6 separate regions of the Mus musculus genome follow, and regions 1, 2, 3, 4 and 6 are each linked to region 5. Evidence: chromatin contacts called from public Hi-C, HiChIP or PLAC-seq and promoter capture Hi-C data. All regions are on one chromosome and are shown on one strand. The core of a region is the stretch at or near the end of the contact, and the rest is flanking DNA. Distances in the headings are between cores, read along the strand shown. Region 1 overlaps Gm26839 (predicted gene, 26839). Region 2 holds the start of Zc3h14 (zinc finger CCCH type containing 14). Region 3 overlaps Foxn3 (forkhead box N3). Region 4 has its middle 18 kb from the start of Foxn3. Region 5 has its middle 65 kb from the start of 4930474N09Rik. Region 6 overlaps Foxn3 (forkhead box N3).

Region 1 (2,700 bases), core at 182-2,681, 510 kb before region 5:
CCTTTTGAGACAGGGTCTCTCACTAACCCTGGAGCTCACTGGTTAGGTGAGACTTGCTGGCCAGCAAGCCCCGGCAGCCTCCTGCCTCAGCCTCCCCAGGTGCTGGGGTTACAGAACACAGCACCACCCCCAGCTTATCCTCAAGGGAGCTGGGCATCCATCCAGGTCCCCATACTTGCACAGCAACCACGGTAGCTACCTGAGCCATCTCTTCAGTCTGCCATTGGCTATTTCTGGCCCAGAGTATGCAGGTCACGTGGACAGAGTTTTCAAAGCCCACCTGTGACTCTTGTCATTCCATGCCTGCTCTGGTCACCTCCCGCTCCGTCCTTGGGCACCATGGTGGCTGTTGCAGTCTTACTGATGCCTATAGTAACAGCCACTGTTAAAAGCTCACTATGCACCATGTGCTTTCAGAAGGGCGATGTGGGCTCCATCTAGACTTGGTTACATTTGAACTTTATCGCCAAATATGTTGGTGACCTTCAACACTTCTTTCAATGGTTTCACCTTTTAAAGATTCCATTTCCTAATGGAAAAAAAAAATCTATAGCTACTTCATGGTATCGGCACACATACTAATGTACTTGTGTTTCATGTTCATGTTCCTTCCTCTTTTAGAGTCCAATTTGCTTCTGTTCCCCACCTGCCAAAACCCTACCCAGCCCAGGGAAAACACCTTTCTACAAACTTAACCAAACTTCAAAGGTCTATTTCCCCTGGGTTCCTAAAACTCCTGTTTATGTGTTTTATAACCTAGGGTTGTTCAAAGCATGCACACAAGGAACTGTCACAGCCACAGAATAGTCATAACTACCTTTGTCCAGTCCTGACGTCATGCGTGATTGTAGGGACTTCTGCGTGTGGCTTGCTTTGCCCATCTGCTTCTTAACCCTGGGAAACACTGCCTAAGAACCTCCTAACCTCAGACTCCCTTGATGTCAACTTCAACTTCTGATACTTTTCTGTTCTTTTTCCTCCTGTGTAGCACACACCCATCGGAACGATCACGTATGCAGGCAATTGGTTTGCCCAAGCAGAACGAAGCCACTTGAGTCTAACTGGTTGATCATGGCGTTCCCAGCATTTACGGCAGCGCCCAATACTTAGATGATGTCCGAGAAGCCCGGATATAAATGAACACCAAGTCCAGAGAGAACCAGGTTTGCGCATCAGCCCTAAAGCCCTGTGCTGTACCCTCCTTCCCTGCTGTTTAGCCACCCAGGATACCGAATACTGTTCCGGTTTACCAAGGGAAGCCTTTTTAAAAGGTTTTGGCCTTTCTTCTGAAGCTGCGGGGGGGTGGGGGGGGCACCACTGAGGATTGCAAAGGGAAGCACATAGTGTCCCCTCGTTTGTCTTCTGTGATCCAACTCCTGTCTGGACTGTCCAGCTGCTTAAAACACTGTCAGTGCCCTGTCACATGGGTTCCAAAAATAGCCCCTCCAGGAGACAAATGACGTGACCTTGGGTGCTGGCTATGCTCTGGATACGCTACTGGTGGGAGGATTCTGTCCATTGGGACTTTTTCCCTTCAGACTCAGGGATGTGGCTGGAGGCCATGCTGTCCTCAGCCTGTCTGTCTACTCTTAGGTTGGACAGTCTTAGAGTCTCTCTTCCATCTCCTCTTAAACTTGTATTTTCCAGAACAGCACCTAGATTTCTAGCAAGCAAACAGTACCTCCAGGCGTTCTGACGCAGGAGCTCTCACAGGGCATTAGCTGCCTTTGTATCACACTATTGTAACACTTGCTTCACTCCGCACTTTATGGCAAGCTGCCTTTCTACATCCTAGATTTTATACTTCTTCTTCTTCTTCTTCTTCTTTTAATACAAATGCTTTATTTAACAATTGTAGGTCATTCCATGGGCTAAATCGTGGATATCCAGAACCCAGCATCAAGCACAACCTTCGAGCTTCTCTTTCTGACTCCAATAGGGTGAGCATGTCACCCTCTCGAAGGGGGCCTTTGACATTTTGGATGATAGGGCGGCTGGTGTCACCCATAAATTCCACTCACACCTGCGTGCACTGTCCCTGCGAACCAATCCTGCCCAGCACTTTGGTTACCCTAGCCAGCTTGATGGGCTGCACGCGACTCGTGTCCATGATGGCGCTGATCTGGCGGAAAGATTTTACACTTCTTAAAACGAACATTCTCTTTCCATTTTCCTCTCCTCCCAGCTCAGGCCTTGCCCGTATCAACCGTTTCATAGTCACAGATCAACTGGCTTCAGTGGATGAACCGTTATCAAGCAAGAAGGAATTTTTTTTTTCTGCTCTGATTCGAGGGTCTGGTTGAACCTCAGGAGGAGACATGGGAAAGGCTGAGTAAGGGTCAGGGGATGCGACCTTTCCTTCTGACAGTTTGTCTGAATGTTTTCTCTCTCCCTTTATTACTGGGGATCAAAAGGAAGGAAGGAAGGAAGTGGTACGCGTGTGCCTTACAGGGCTTCTGCCAAGATCGATACTTTCTGTTTACAGATGATTTCCTTTCCATTTCTGTAGCGTTCTTACAAAGGGGAAAAAGAAGAAAAGAAGAAGAAGAAGTAAAGAGAAACTTGCAGCTGGGGAGAAGTCATTGGGAATTAAATGAATTTGTTGACCAGATTTTTTTTTTTTGACTAGCTAACACCATTCTATTTTCCCAATATCATTTTTTTAACTTTACTCATGTGACCCCACATTTTTCTTTTAAG
Region 2 (2,700 bases), core at 106-2,605, 350 kb after region 5:
CTTTTTTTTTTAAACTACAATTATTTGACCAAGAGTTCTAGTAAAAGCTGGTGTGACCTTTTAAACTCACTGCTTTCGTATAATCCAAGTGTAGACATAGTGTAATGTCAAGCCTTCTAACCATTATGAAAACAAATTTGACTCCAGGGGTCAGTAAGGGTCTCAGACCCTGAGTTACTATTTTAAGGTACCCATGATTTACAACTAAAGCCACCATCAGTGGGGTCAGACAGGCTTCCTCCCCCAGGCCTGTTCAAGTACCTGAAGCCTTTGTTTCTATTTGTACAACTGGGATATTATCATTTACATTTTAATGGCTAAACAATGCCTAGCTCAGAGTAAACACTCATTCTGAAAAAACAAACAAACAAACAAACAAAAACAAAAAAAATCTAATACATAAAACTTACTGAACCAGCTCTGTGGCAAATGCCAGAAGCCTGAAGCATATAATGTTCATATCCAAAATGAGAGATCTCAAATTAAAGGTCATGATGAGAAAGTAACAACAGGAAAAACAGAACAAAATTCGAACAAACATGGGTGCTTAAAAACACGACAGCTTCAGCCGAAGGTTAGAAAAGCTAGACTATTTCAAAATAACATCTTAGACAGGAGATGGGGGTGGGGGAAGGGACCTCGGGGTGCTGCTATAGATGGCTCGATGGAACGAGGGGAGAGGAAAACCAGGGCTCTCAAGGCAGACCACCCGAAGAGCTCTGGGGCAGAGTCACTCACACATCCAGGCAGCTACAAGCCCTACAGTAGTATATGGAGGCGAAGGATGAGAATCGACTTACCTACGTAAGCTCCTAATTCTTGTAATTTCCCCTTAATGGCACTCTGAGGGAGAGAGAGAGAAAAAAAAAAAAAAAAACAGCAAAGGTGCCTGTGAAAACCGCGACAGTGAAAGAGCCGCCCCGCGCAACCGGGGGGTGGGGGAGGGGACGCCGCCCCCCGCGCGGCGCTTCCCGCAGCCGCCGCCGCCGCTGCCGCCCAGGTGCCTCTCACGGGCCCGCTGGAGTCCCCAGAGCCGACCGCCGCGCCTGCGCTCCGTCTGAGGCGGCCGGCGCGGAGGAGACGCTGCAGGCCGGGCCCACCCGCCCCGTTACTCCTGGCAACCGCCTGCCCGCCATGCCCAGCGCCCGCCGACGCGGGCCTCACCCGGATCTTGCGGCTGATCTCGGTGCCGATTTCCATGGCTCGGCGGCGGGCGGCCGGCTCGGCACTGCGCGGCGCCTCGGTTACCTGGAGCCCGCCGCGGGCTGCCACCCTGCAGCCTGGGCCCCCTACGCCGCTGCCGCTGCCGCTGCCGCCGCTGCCGCCGCCGCTCCGCCTCCGCCGTGCGCGTCCCCGCCCCTGCTGGCGCCCCCGTGCAAGTGGGAGCCAACGCGCATGCGTCTGAGCACACACGCATGCGCGCAATCGCGCGCGCGTGTGTGTCCCGGGCAGGGGGGCGGGGTCCGGAACCTGTGCTCTGGCGACCACTGCTGGTGGCTCATAGGACGATGGCCTACGGGGTTACCTGGTTTCACCTTCCTCTTTCTAGGCTTCGGGGGAGCCTTTCCTTTTCCTTTTCATGCTTTCTCATTTGCGAATTTTAGTCTACAGGTAATCAGGATGAAAGTATGTATAGCTCAAACATTATGAGCCCTGATCCGAGTTCAAATCTAACCCCAAGTATCACTATGGGATTGAGATATATATTATCAAATGACAAAAAGGAGATTATTTTCTAGAAGATGTACTATTATTACACTTGATGAGGTAGAGGGACGATATTCAGAACCCATGACCTTACTTTAATTCTATAGGGATGTTTTGTTTTGTTTTGTTTTGTTTTTTGAGACAGGGTTTCTCTGTGTAGCCCTGGCTGTTCTGGAACTTGCTCTGAAACCCATGCTGGCCTTGAACCCAGTGATCCACCTGCCCCTGCCTCCTGAGGGCTGCCAGCTGCAGGTAGCAAGACTGGCAAGTGTCACCCTCTAGTGTTACAACACCCTGCAGTGTTGACCAGTGTGACTGGGAAGTTGGGGCCCTCTAGTGTTAAGAGTTGGTGCGCAGGGCTCCGTTATTGGGTGTCAGCCCTGAATGTATTAGAGCTCCTTGGGCCTAGAAATTGGGTTTGCTAATCTCAGTCTCAGCTGGGATTGCAGTTTCCTGAAGGTCCTAGGTACTGGGATTTCTCAGGCCATGGTGGTAGCCAGCGATACAGCTCTCAGTCAGATGCCTGGCACACTTGGCCCTGAAGACCTGACAGTTCTCACAAATTCTTGTGACCGGGGCCTGCAGGTTCCCTTCATTGCTTTTTACGTCATTGCTTTTAATGCTTAGGCTCTGAGCCTCCTGTTCCCCCTCTCAGCTTCTTACCTTATCCTGGCCACTCTTGAACAGCTCCCTCCCTCTTCTATCTCCTGCCTCTCTTTGGGTCCACACAGCTGAAAGTGGGTCAGAAAAGAGAGCTTGAGAGAAGCCTCTTGTTAAGCCTGCTGTTGTAACCATAGGGTAAGCTGCTCCCGAGAGTGCCCCTCCCGGCCTGAACAGTCTGCTTCTATAGCTCAAAATGGGATGTTTGGATTAATCACAGCTATTTGTTTTGGCCGAGCCTAGCCATATGTTGGACTAATCAGAGCTTTGCCTCTTAGCACCAATTACAGCTATCTGTCTGGTCTGCTAGACCACAAGGAGAAGAGCTTGCCC
Region 3 (2,700 bases), core at 131-2,630, 280 kb before region 5:
CCAGAAGCAGGCCGGATCAGTGTCTGATTGGTATCATGCAAAGTCAGCCAGGGAGGCTTTCCCTTGAAAGAGCAAGGCCGTAGGAGGCGTGGAAGCCATGATGATGGGCAAGTTAATATTCCAGGGGAGGAAACGCTCCAGTGAGTTGTAAACAGAGCAGTCTTAGGTGCCCTGTGATGGGAACAGATAGGCTGAGGCACGGCTGGTGCTGAAAAGGCAAATGCTGCTGATGTAAGCAAGCTCGACAAGTATTGCTGTGCCACGGGGATGAGTCTAATGCTGTTATTTTTAGTGCATTGCTGGTTTCTGTTCAAGTGTTTCATGGTCCAGGATAGCATCAGCCACCGCAGAAATGAAGGGAAAGACAAGTAGGGTCCTGTGGAATTAGCAGGTTGAAGGGACGCTCCCTTTTTAAAATTTGATTGGCTATCTTCTACTCCCATGATCTCTTGTAGCTACAAGGAAGACTGGGAAATGTAGTTTTGATGTAAACCCCCCCCCCCCCCCCACACACACATACAATTACTAAGTCATATGGGATCTTCTGACACAAAGGTCTGGATGCAGAGACTCATGTCACTGGACTAGAGGTGTGTTGAACAGTATCAGAGGAAAGAGAAGGAGAGAGGTGGTGGCTGGAAGGTTCCATGAACAACAGTGGGGACAGCTTAAAGTCACCAATGTAGTCTTTCTTTAAAATAGTCCAGTTGAAGTTTTACTTCAAGATATTCTGGTTAAATTGCATTGACTATCTTCAAAAGCAGTAGCTTGGTAGAGGTAAAGATAGAGTGTGTGCCAAGATGGATAAGAGAAAAGCAAGAAAGTATATCGTTGAAGATAGTCGTGCCTAAAGTTGTTCTTTTAATAATAACTTGATGGTTTGCTTTGTAAGATTCCCAGCAGTTCCAGGAACAGAGCCTTTGATTTTGAGCTAGGTCTCCCGCCTGGGCTTGTTTGAGTACCTGTGCCTTGAACTCAGCAGGAGGCAGTAAATACTGGCAGAGCTGGCTGCTCCCACATCTTTCCCCTTACAGCTCCTAGGGTGTTCCAGGTCTCCTCTGGACCCTAGGGGCTCTAGTCCAGGGTTCCCCTCCACTTACAGGATCTCTTTGAAGTGTCTCTTGGAAGGCTGTGCCTGTCCTCTGGGACAAGACCTATAAGTGATTCAACTAATGTCATTAGCTTGAAGACACTCAGGAAGCAGAACCTTTGTATATGCTGTCTTAGAAAGAAAGGTCAAATCATGTGAACACTGACTCCAAGCTGCCTGGCACAGAGCCAGGACGTAACCCCCCCCCCCCCACCCCCCTGGCTCCCCCAACACTGCTGGTGTAAGTCCCGGGATGCTGGTGTAAGTCCCGGGATGCTGGGTGAGTCAGCTGTGGATGATGTCATGTAAGGCGATAGATAGTGTTTGTGCTGAGCTCGGAAGACCTCAAGGAACACGGAGTTTGCAAAGTAAAAATTAACTCTTATTTGCAGAAAAAAGTAGCCTCCCTTCATTTAACAACGAACAGTTCACAAAGGCCGTACCTGTCAGACACTGGGTGATCTAGACTGTCCTAAGGATGGGGGGTGGAAGATGAGCTAAACAGCACTTCATTACGTGGGCCGGGCAGGTAGTGATGGGTGCGGTGAAGAAAGTTAGAGGGAGGAGATGCAGTAGAAGGGAACAGGAGGGCGGTGAGTTCAAGAGGCTCTTCAGAGGAACTGGCTGGGCGCGCCTTGGACAGCAAGACAAAGCCCTGCGAAGGCTCTGAGGTGGTAATGGTTGCGAATGTCCAAAGAGCAGCAAGAAGGCTTCAGGAAATCTATAGAAGCAGAATTGGACATTTAAAGGGACAGGAGCAGAGTATTGGCCTTTGAGTGGTGACGGTTACTCTGGCGTGCTTCAAGATCGCAGTCTGTGGGTGCAGGTACGTGGGCACATTTGGGTGGAGAGGTAGGGTAGGAATTTGTTAGTGTTCAGTTTGAGATAGGGTTTTTTTGTTAGAAACAGGGTCTCACTATGTAACCCTAGCTAGTCTCCGATTCACAGAAATCCACCTGCCTCAGCATCCCGAGTGCTGAGATTAAAGGTTTGTATTACCATGCCGAGCCTCAATGTTTTTGTCTGTCTGTCTTCTGTCTGTCTGCCTGTCTCTTTTTTGAGCTACCGTTAAACTATCTAAGTAGAGCCTTCAAGTTGAATGTTTGCTGTATGAACATGAAGCTCGGTGAAAGTCAGGGTCCAGGTGTAAGTTAGGCAATGCAGAGGCAATGGAATAACTAAGAAGTGCACAGGGAACGGAACCAAGAGTTCCTGGATTACCTCTCAGTCAGAAAGAAGTCCGATCTCTGTTTTAGCTCTTTGCTTTCTGCAATAAGGATGCAAATCCTAAATGTGTTTGGAGTAGCTCTGCATCTCCTATGTGATGAGAGAAAGTGCACTCCAGGACACATCCGTTTAGCATCCTATTTAGCAAAGTCCCCTACCCCAAGACTTCGGTGAGTTCTCTGCCATCTGGTCCCTGGCCAGAGAAGGACTTTTTTTTTTTTTTTTTTTTTTTTTTTTGTATGTGCGTCTCCATAGCAACGAGTGTGCAGTTGATATGGAAAGTAAGCAGTTGCCTTAGCAACAGAGATACTGATGTGGTGGCTCCCTTGCTTTCCTGGTAAGCTGACCAAACTAGTTCAAATGCATTATGAAGGGCTACACAC
Region 4 (2,700 bases), core at 35-2,534, 370 kb before region 5:
TTAAGACAGGGTGATGTGTGGTTTATAATCCGATAGAAAGAACAGTTCGGCCAAGCCTTCGCTCCACTCTTGAATGATTATTGGGTCTTGGTTTTTAGATGTCAAATTCTCAAATTTCTCCAGTGTTTCCTGGCTTGCTAAGGACTGTCACAGAAGGCAGTCCTCATTTGTCACTGTTACTTTCTATCCATGGGGCAACTTGATCATTCTTTCCCCTGCCCGGCAGCTCCTTACGTTACCACCCTGGAATTCCACATGAGGTGGCTATGGTCTAGTGTGCTTCAGACCCTCACCACTGTGCTTTGAGGGTGACTTTCTGGAGTCTCCTCACTGGCTGCGGTATCAGTCGCTGCCCATGCCGCTCAAGGCAGATGGGTTAGGGACAGTAGTTGGTGAGGTGGGCTAGAGTCAAGCAAATACTACCATCAGAACAGTAACACTGTTGGCCATACTTTGTTAGGCTGCAGAGAAAAGATCTGGCTATTACAACCCCATCAGGAGGTAATTCATGTATCACACACCTCCCCACACCTGTTGTAATTCACTGCCTGAGATGGAGGTCATCCCAGATCTCAGATGCTGCTATCCTGGCGATGATGTGCGTGCTTGACCACGGGTTCATTTGTCTGCCTCAGGAGCTCTTGGAGAGCTTTGGGTGCTGGATCCAAGAGAGGGGCTCTGGGTCAGAGTTGAATTAATTGGGGTCAGAGGAGAGGGGTCCCTGGCTACAGATGCTGTGAGAAGACGTGTGCTTGGTAGGAGGAGTAGATTCTCACGTGTCATCTTAGGGACATGCCATGCCAAAGAGAGGATGTCTGTGAAGCCTCAGCTCCCAGACTCCCTCCAGACCTGAGGTTCTAGTTTGTTTCAGATGGAGGATGGGGTCAAGGGGAGGAGTAGAATAATGGTGGTGGCTAGACAGGGCTGAAGCAGAGGTGCCAGCCTTCTCTCCTGGAGCCACGGTTCTGGAATTATTCTCTTCCTGTCCTTCAGGGATGAGCGCATTCCCCTGTTCGCTGAGCTAATGGAGGTGTTTGCCCACTGAGAACCGTGGCCAGGTCAGATCCAAAACCAAAGCCCCTCCTCACCAATGTTGTGGTCAGGTTTCTCAGCTCTGTCACAAGTCCACATTCACTTCCTCCCCCGCCCCCGCCCTCCCAAGCATGGAAAACAAAGTACTCGGTTTTTGGACTCTTTTTGTGGTGACGTCGCCAGCCTGTACTTGCGGTGGTTTGGGTCTCAGACATGTGGCTTGGTGAGCGAGCCAAGCGCGAGGCGATGGAGTTTGTTCTTATGTGAGTTAGTGCCCTCTGCAAGCACGGAAGTGGATTAGCCGTGCACACGACCACACAGTCTTTTGTGTGGTCTCTGACGGAATGACCCAGTTAGAGGCCTGGCCCAGGGACAGATGGGCAGGGCTGAGGAGCTCTGACAGGGCTCCTTCCCAGTTCTGTTACAGGGGTCCCTCCCATCCCTCTCTGGGTGCACACCACCATCAGAGCCAGAGGGAGAGTCCCTGCCCGTGGGCTTGGCTTTTGCCCATTTCCTTTGTGGCTGCTCAGATAAACAGAAGGGTGCAAGCAGCGGATCCGATGAGCGTGATAGGAGAGATGATTGATTTCACAGCATTGCTGGTCGGGTTTGGAGGCAGCCATTGCGAGGCCCCGCAGCTTTTCATCCATGGTCACCAAACTTGAGCATTTTTTTTTTTTTTTTTTTAGGAAATCTCTTTGTGAATACACTCAATGTGGCCAGAGCCATCATCCCTCCCTTAGCAGTGACGCAGAGGACTGCTGGGCTCTATGTCCAGTAGCCTATCGAGAATCACACTTGAACTAGCCAGGCTGCCCTGGGAGGCTAGCCCCTGACGTCCTCGTGTAATTGTCTCACACATGGGCAAGTGGTTCGATCTATAAAACGTGTGGTTGCTACGAATGACTGTTGTTGGTAAGGAGAGCTGGAAGCATTCTCTTTTCTAGATTACCTTTCAAATATTCAAATCCATGCACCAGCAGCATATGGCTAGAATCCCTGCCGCACCCCCCAACCCCTCCACTCAGATGTCTTCCAATGTGCTTCAATGAATTCCAAAGCCACATCAGGTTTGCATTTTGAAAATGCCAACTGTATACTAACTGAATGTGAGAGATGAAGAAATCGTTCATATTTTTTTTTAAAGAAATGGTGTTTCTGCATTCATATAGAAACCAGCTGTATGGATTTCTTTCTCTTTTTTCTATCTTTTTTTTTTTTTAGCATAGTGGTTCATTTACATTTTGATATTGTTGAATAAATAATGTCACTGAGGGGTTCTTAGCTAATTTTCAGTACGGCAGACCACGGCTGGACCTGTCACGCCCCCTCAGCCTCCTCAAATTTAGGTCTAGAAGTACAACTCCATTTGCTGTCTTCCTTCCTTCCTTCCTTCCTTCCTTCCTTCCTTCCTTCCTTCCTTCCTTCCTTCTTTTCGGAGGGATTTGAGACAGGATTTCTTTATGTAGCCCTGGCTGTCCTAGAACTCACTCTACTGTAGGCCAGGCTGCCCTCGAACTCACAGACATCCAACTGCCTCTGCCTCCTGATTGCTGGGATTAAAGGCCTGCACCACCATAACCTGGCTGTAACTCCATTTTCTTGTTGCTGGGGGTTGAGCTTAATTTGCGGGTGCTCTTTCTGCTTTTGTTTCTTGCTGGCTGTATT
Region 5 (2,700 bases), core at 52-2,551:
CCCTTGTCACCAGTTGGGCTCACCTGAAGAACCCAGGATTTACATCTCAAAATCCTTAATCCAATCCCATCTGCCTAATCTTTACATCATATAAGGTCACAGCAATGGGAATGAAGATACCTTTAGGCTTTTTTATGACTCTAGGGCATGTGGCGTGCATCGAGTCAAACCCTATGTGTTGATTTTAAATTAAAAGAAAAAAGAAAAAGATTTGCTGTTGGCAAGCCCGTGTGATTTCATCCAAGTCAACTTCTCAATGGCCACAAGTTACCATGAATGCTGGTGGCTCAGGAGCGGTGGCTCACACCTATAACCCCGGCATTGAGAAGGTTGGTGCGGGATGACTGTGAGTTAGAGGTCTGCCCCAGCTACACAGAGAGTCCTTGTTCAGAAAGCATAGGAACGGGGTGGTTCTGCCATCAGCTGCCCACCCCGGGCTCAGCCTGCTGTTTTAGGAACAGTGTATCCGACAATTTCTATCCAACTGTGTGCATTAGTGGAGTCTAAGGTCCTTTCCATGCCATTGCCCAGGAAGCCCCGGTGGGTTTCCTTTCACCAAAGCCACTGACTTCATAGTAGTTTCAGGAGAGGTCAGCACCACAACTGCAGAAAGAGACCCTCCGTACAAAAGAAGGAAATCCCTCTGCGTAGCCACAAGACCTTCCGGCCAGGCGACCATCTTCACTGTGGATTTTGGAGGTGCCAGTTTTGATTTTCCACAATACGTTCTTTTACCTAAAAATCATTACATCTGATCTAATACAGTACCAAGCATAGAGACCCTAAGATGTCTATATTTAACATTGCATTCAGTTATGTATCTCGACCTGTGGATTTGGGGGTTACCCTTAACCTTCTTGTTACTAAGATTTCATTCCCCCAACTCTCATTTCCAACCTGGTCTGTGATTTACATTTGTATATGTTTTCTCTAATGATAATTCTGGAGGGTCACTCACAGTCAAAAATCAAACTTTATCTGGAGGGAAACACAAGGCTGGTTGGGATCAGCTGAGATAGAAAAGAGGCCACCCTCCTCCCCCAACTTCTGCAGGGCCCCTCATCCAAGACATTCTCTTTGCTGCCAATTGCCTTCTCCAAGCGAGAAAGAATAAACTAATTTTATACCTATTCAGTCCAATAACGCTCATTGTCCTACCTCCACCTCCAGTGATAAGAGGCAGGAACAGTTCATTTTCCATTGCTAAGCAACCGCAAAAACAGTGCGCCCCGCCTGTGCCCGACCGCCCCGGCTGATAGGGATCGCTGTCTAAAGTTCGTGTTTGCATTCTGAAGTCAACAGTAATTGTAGTTCCCTATTAGTCTTCATTAGGATAGTTTATGGCTGGCCTAACTCCAGTCTCCACTCAGTAGCTTGAATGTACTGTCTTCCTAGGGGAAGAAATATTTGGCAGAAAAAAAAAAAAAAACCTTGTGCGGATTTCCTCCGCTCATTTCCCTTCGGTAGGCCAGGAAAGTACGGTCCACACCCGTAGTTCCCTAGCCTGGGACAACAAGGCCACTGTTGAAGGCATTGGAGGAAACGGGTGGGAAGAAGGCCGTGTACTCCTGGGCTGGCTTCCGTCTACTCTACGGAAAAAGTAGGTCAGTGGTGCACAGGTCCGTTTGGTAAAAGAGCTCTTGCATTTGGGGGCCAAACGCACAGCCCTTCTTTCCAGAGCAAAGGTATGTAGGGCCTTTTTCCATAGACCCGAGTCTCCTGGCTGGCTGACTCAGGACTGGGTGAAACACTGGCCTTACTGTAGAGGTTCAGTCTCAGCCAGCTTGAAAGAGCCGCTCTGGGCCACCAGCTTCCATGTGTTGACTCACCTCGAGGCTGCCAGCCTGCCAGCCTAGTTGCCAGCTTAGTCCGGGAGCAACCCAGGCCCTCACATAACTTGCCCTTTTAGCCCCAGCTCAGAGTTCCAAGGCTGATGGGGGGTGTGGGGTGTGGACAAATATAGAAAACCGCTTCGAGCAATTAGTGAGGATATTACCCTCCTTCTTAGACCCCATCCTCAAACATCCGTTTACTCTCAGCACTTTTCAGAGACAGTGTGGCTCCTGACATCCCTCCTCTACCCCATTCCTTAGAATCGCTGAGGATTTGTTAGGGCCATTCTGGAAAACAAGCCTGCTTGCGCCCCCTAGTGTACACGCGAATCAAAGCATTATAAATTGAGTACCGAGAGCTTGTCTCCTCCAACAGACTGGGGCAGCCCCAGTCTTGAGGCCTAGGGCAGGGACTAGAAACCATCCCTAAATCTTGTCCTCCACCCCACTCTCACCCAGGCCTGCTCTTCTTGAGTCCTTCCTTAAAGTTACTTCCGCATGAAATCTAAATCAAGTCGTTGAAACACCTCACGCTTACGGAAGGCAAGGAGAATCTTTGCCTAGTGGCGGACAGTGCAGAAGCCCAGTGGCTGTGAACTGACACCGGAGTTCAAGTCCCTTTGTTTTGCTACAGTTTTTAAGTTGTGCCATCGGCTCTCTTGGGTACCAGACACCCTGGGATGATGACTCCTTAACAGAAAAAAAAAAATCCTGGAAGGAGAAACTGAATTGAACAGCATGTTTCTTGGATCCTGATCATCTTGAACTTCTGTCTCTCCCTGTCTTCTTCTGTCACCAGAAGGAGACGGGAGAGAGCCCAAGAAAACACAGAGAATCTGTTGCCAGAATCTAAGGCAGGAACACTGAG
Region 6 (2,700 bases), core at 34-2,533, 340 kb before region 5:
ATTACTGAGGTTAAAAAATGAGCCCCCGAGTTTGCAGTCTCGCTGCTGTGTGAAATCTGTATCTGCGGACCCTTGGCTCTCCTCTTGCTCCTATTTCTTGATGCTGCTTTGTCTCCTCCTCGTCTAGCCTCCTTTCGGTCTCAGATTGCCGTTTACTGGAGGCCCAAAGCCCAGGGCTTATCTTTATTAAAAGGAAGATTAGCAGGTATTAGAGGCATACCAGCAATTAAGACTTTCTTCCTGGCTTCAGGAGAGTGGAAAAGACGAGTGGGCATCTGTTCATAGCACTCTGGGTTAAGACTATGCATTCACATATTTATCTCGAGGGTGACATCTGGCTATCCCACCCCATGCAGTGACAGAGAGAGGCTATCCCCCTGATTGCCATGAGCAGTGTGATGATGCCTGCTGGCCTGCACTGTACCTGTCACCCTCGTGTGTCCTCATGTGTCACCGTGATTAATACACTCCATCTCCTGTAAATGCATTTGAAGGCCCTCCATGGATAATGGAATGTTAATCTGGGGTTGAGTCTGTTGGGCCCAGTCTCAGGACTATATTCAATGCTTGGAGTTCCACCAATGATAGCATCAGCATAGTAAGAGGATCTGGAGCCAGGGCTAGTGCGCCTCTGGTAGAGTGCTTGCCTAGTATGCAGGGTACCCTGTGTTCGGTCACTAGCACCACATAAACTAAGTGTGGTGATGCTCACCTGTAATCCCAGCACTTGGGAGGTAGAAACAGGAAGGTCGGGAGTTCAAGGCCCTCCATGACTTCATAGGAAGACATATACTGGCCTGGGCTACATGAGATCCAATCTCATATATAAATGAGATCCAATCTCATGCATACATGAGATCAATCTCATATATATATAAATTAATGGGATAGAACTGGAAATCAGAAGTCAGAGCAGGGATGTCTTCCTAGGACTCTGAAGAGCTATTTTAAGGTAGAATCCTTGGGTCTCTTCTGGAAAGATTGCTCAGTGGTTAAGAGCACTGGCTGCTCTTCCAGAGGGCCTGGTTGAGTTTTCAGCACCCACATGGCACCCTCACACAGACATCCATCCATGCAAAACACCAATTCATAAAATATAAATAAATCATATTATATATAAAAAAGTAGACTGCTGTTATAAGAGAGTGACCTTCAACAGGCCTGCTTAATATGACACATAGACCATAATGAGGAGGGAGGCCTTGGTGAAGGGCTGCCTCCCCAGATCCTGAGTCCAATGGCCTCTCAACAGTTGGACTTTCAACAGTCAGACCCTAGTACAAAATGTGTTTGCTTGGGAGATCAGCACTCTGATAGCAACAAGGGTAAACCCGTTTATCAGCTCGGCTCTATTTGTGCTAGAAAAGCTTAGGGAATTTAAAGCTTTTGACTGTAAACCTCACACACACACACACACACACACACACACACACACACACACTTCCCGTCTCCCAGTGTCACTATCTTCTGGTGACACATAATTTTCCAGGTGAACAGAGAAGCAGGGAACTGGTCCAAATAGCCACTGAAGGTCTGAATTACTCCCCAGTGGTTCGTTGAATCTGATGAATGGGACATGCTGTCTCCTTCCCAGTCTCTGATAAACTGGGGTGGAACTGAGCAGGACTCAGTTCAGTTGGAGGACCAGGTGGTCCTGGAGGGCCCTGTCGAAGCCCATTTTGGGTAAATAGGAAACACCCTGCAGCCCCCTTATTTAGAATGGGGAGTGGCCATGTCATGGGGAATGCAGTGCTTCATAGTGACTTCCAAGACCTGAAGAATTTTTTTTCTTTTTGAAGCTTGCTCTCTTATAGCCCATGCTGGCCCTGTACTCCCTGTGGAATGAGGGTGACTCTCTGATTCTCTGGACTCCTGGCATCACCACATACATTTTATGTGCTGGGGGTCGAACCTGGGTCTTCAGGCATGATAGGGAAGCATTCTGTCCTCAGTCCCAGGCTTAGCATTATCACATTATATAACATTATTCCCAATACGAATTAATAGAAGTACTACTACTCTTTATATTAATAACTGACTGATATGTATGAAAATTCATATAATGTATACACATGTGGAACTGTATATGCCTATGTAAACATGCATGCATCTATAAATAAATGTTATTTTTTTAATTCTGAGGTTATGTTATTTATTAATCCATGTCCAGCTTGCTCAGGATTTGGATATAGCTAAATTATCACCATCATAATTACGTTTTTTTTTTTTTCTGTATCATCTCTGTGTCTTTCTTAGTTCTACCTGGGATGTAGACTATGTGCTTAACTGAGCAAAAATGCCAACAAGCTGCTATTTATTTTATTAAACAGCTTGAGCAGAGATATTTGATCTGATTGCTGAAAATTGTTAGCTTATCACTGAACTTCCCTGATGGTTCTTATTATTCAATTTGTGTTGTCTACAATAATAATTATTACTATATAAAAGAACATGATGCTTTTATTTGTACAGTTCTTGCATTAATAATTTAACTGGCTATTATACCCAGTGTAATCTTGACATATGTCCAGATGTGTAGGGGTCGGCCTGGAGCATCTTCAGAAGGTGGAATGCAGGTGTGAATTGTAAGGTTAGAGTCAGGATGTGGGTAAAAAGGTTACTGGCCTCCACATCCAATTGCCTTCATGCTCCTCCCTCCCGTGTCGTTGTTTCTGAGTGGTTCAGCAATGATGACTCTCA

Evidence for each region. Promoter capture Hi-C pulls out the DNA fragments that hold promoters and counts their contacts. Hi-C and Micro-C count contacts between places; a contact is called where the count stands out from the background. HiChIP or PLAC-seq counts read pairs in DNA pulled down with a chosen protein or histone mark.
Region 1: a contact with region 5 is called in an H3K27ac HiChIP or PLAC-seq map of heart atrium, with 8 times the contacts expected there. The contact joins two enhancer-like sites. A contact is called at or near these places in 4 of 484 Hi-C or Micro-C datasets (bone marrow-derived macrophages, embryonic retina, embryonic stem cells and 1 more), 2 of 115 datasets of contacts at active chromatin or transcription factors (embryonic basal ganglia and heart atrium) and 1 of 9 other capture datasets (embryonic stem cells).
Region 2: a contact with region 5 is called in a Hi-C map of the N1E-115 cell line, with 16 times the contacts expected there. The contact joins the promoter of Zc3h14 here to the enhancer-like site in region 5. A contact is called at or near these places in 1 of 39 promoter capture datasets (HPC-7-derived erythroid cells), 1 of 15 datasets of contacts at CTCF or cohesin (the NIH/3T3 cell line), 1 of 484 Hi-C or Micro-C datasets (the N1E-115 cell line), 1 of 115 datasets of contacts at active chromatin or transcription factors (bone marrow-derived macrophages) and 1 of 9 other capture datasets (adipose tissue).
Region 3: a contact with region 5 is called in a Hi-C map of the N1E-115 cell line, with 10 times the contacts expected there. The contact joins two enhancer-like sites. A contact is called at or near these places in 3 of 39 promoter capture datasets (the 3T3-L1 cell line, the C10 cell line and hippocampal neurons), 2 of 15 datasets of contacts at CTCF or cohesin (the NIH/3T3 cell line and large pre-B cells), 18 of 484 Hi-C or Micro-C datasets (the 3T3-L1 cell line, B cells, the Ba/F3 cell line and 13 more), 5 of 115 datasets of contacts at active chromatin or transcription factors (SST interneurons, embryonic basal ganglia, neural progenitor cells and 2 more) and 1 of 9 other capture datasets (embryonic stem cells).
Region 4: a Hi-C map of cerebellar granule neurons shows a contact between it and region 5, with 1.9 times the contacts expected there. The contact joins two enhancer-like sites. A contact is called at or near these places in 2 of 15 datasets of contacts at CTCF or cohesin (the NIH/3T3 cell line and large pre-B cells), 10 of 484 Hi-C or Micro-C datasets (CD8 T cells, the HPC-7 cell line, Sertoli cells and 6 more), 1 of 115 datasets of contacts at active chromatin or transcription factors (embryonic basal ganglia) and 1 of 9 other capture datasets (embryonic stem cells).
Region 6: a promoter capture Hi-C map of liver shows a contact between it and region 5, with 5 times the contacts expected there. The contact joins two enhancer-like sites. A contact is called at or near these places in 8 of 39 promoter capture datasets (HPC-7-derived erythroid cells, frontonasal cranial neural crest, hematopoietic stem and progenitor cells and 4 more), 1 of 15 datasets of contacts at CTCF or cohesin (large pre-B cells), 2 of 484 Hi-C or Micro-C datasets (embryonic stem cells and liver), 1 of 115 datasets of contacts at active chromatin or transcription factors (embryonic basal ganglia) and 1 of 9 other capture datasets (embryonic stem cells).

The regions. Positions count from the first base shown.
Region 1 is chr12:99,608,637-99,611,336 of GRCm38.p6, reverse strand. All of the region lies in intron 2 of Gm26839 (predicted gene, 26839), which reads right to left. It overlaps Gm35644 (a long non-coding RNA gene), which reads left to right. Exons shown (of 4, transcript XR_001780667.2): 4 at 989-1,241. Among named protein-coding and RNA genes, the nearest start is that of Gm35644, 10 kb to the left of the region's middle. Within about 2 kb of position 1,431, at least 48 of the 459 cell types and tissues checked have an H3K27ac peak or open chromatin away from gene starts, as enhancers often do. A contact at or near this core is called in heart atrium, where this site is marked.
Region 2 is chr12:98,745,623-98,748,322 of GRCm38.p6, reverse strand. It overlaps Zc3h14 (zinc finger CCCH type containing 14), which reads right to left and starts at 1,355. Exons shown (of 17, transcript NM_029334.2): 1 at 1,165-1,355; 2 at 801-843. The coding sequence starts at 1,200.
Region 3 is chr12:99,375,986-99,378,685 of GRCm38.p6, reverse strand. All of the region lies in intron 2 of Foxn3 (forkhead box N3), which reads left to right. Among named protein-coding and RNA genes, the nearest start is that of Gm51999, 15 kb to the left of the region's middle. Within about 2 kb of position 1,380, at least 74 of the 459 cell types and tissues checked have an H3K27ac peak or open chromatin away from gene starts, as enhancers often do. A contact at or near this core is called in the N1E-115 cell line, where this site is marked.
Region 4 is chr12:99,466,800-99,469,499 of GRCm38.p6, reverse strand. It overlaps a transcript of Foxn3 not described here. Among named protein-coding and RNA genes, the nearest start is that of Foxn3, 18 kb to the right of the region's middle. Within about 2 kb of position 1,284, at least 149 of the 459 cell types and tissues checked have an H3K27ac peak or open chromatin away from gene starts, as enhancers often do. A contact at or near this core is called in cerebellar granule neurons, where this site is marked.
Region 5 is chr12:99,096,537-99,099,236 of GRCm38.p6, reverse strand. No RefSeq gene overlaps it. Among named protein-coding and RNA genes, the nearest start is that of 4930474N09Rik, 65 kb to the left of the region's middle. Within about 2 kb of position 1,301, at least 72 of the 459 cell types and tissues checked have an H3K27ac peak or open chromatin away from gene starts, as enhancers often do. A contact at or near this core is called in the N1E-115 cell line, adipose tissue, cerebellar granule neurons and 2 more, where this site is marked.
Region 6 is chr12:99,438,829-99,441,528 of GRCm38.p6, reverse strand. The region is part of intron 1 of Foxn3 (forkhead box N3); the gene reads left to right. Among named protein-coding and RNA genes, the nearest start is that of Foxn3, 9.9 kb to the left of the region's middle. Within about 2 kb of position 1,283, at least 9 of the 459 cell types and tissues checked have an H3K27ac peak or open chromatin away from gene starts, as enhancers often do. A contact at or near this core is called in liver, where this site is marked.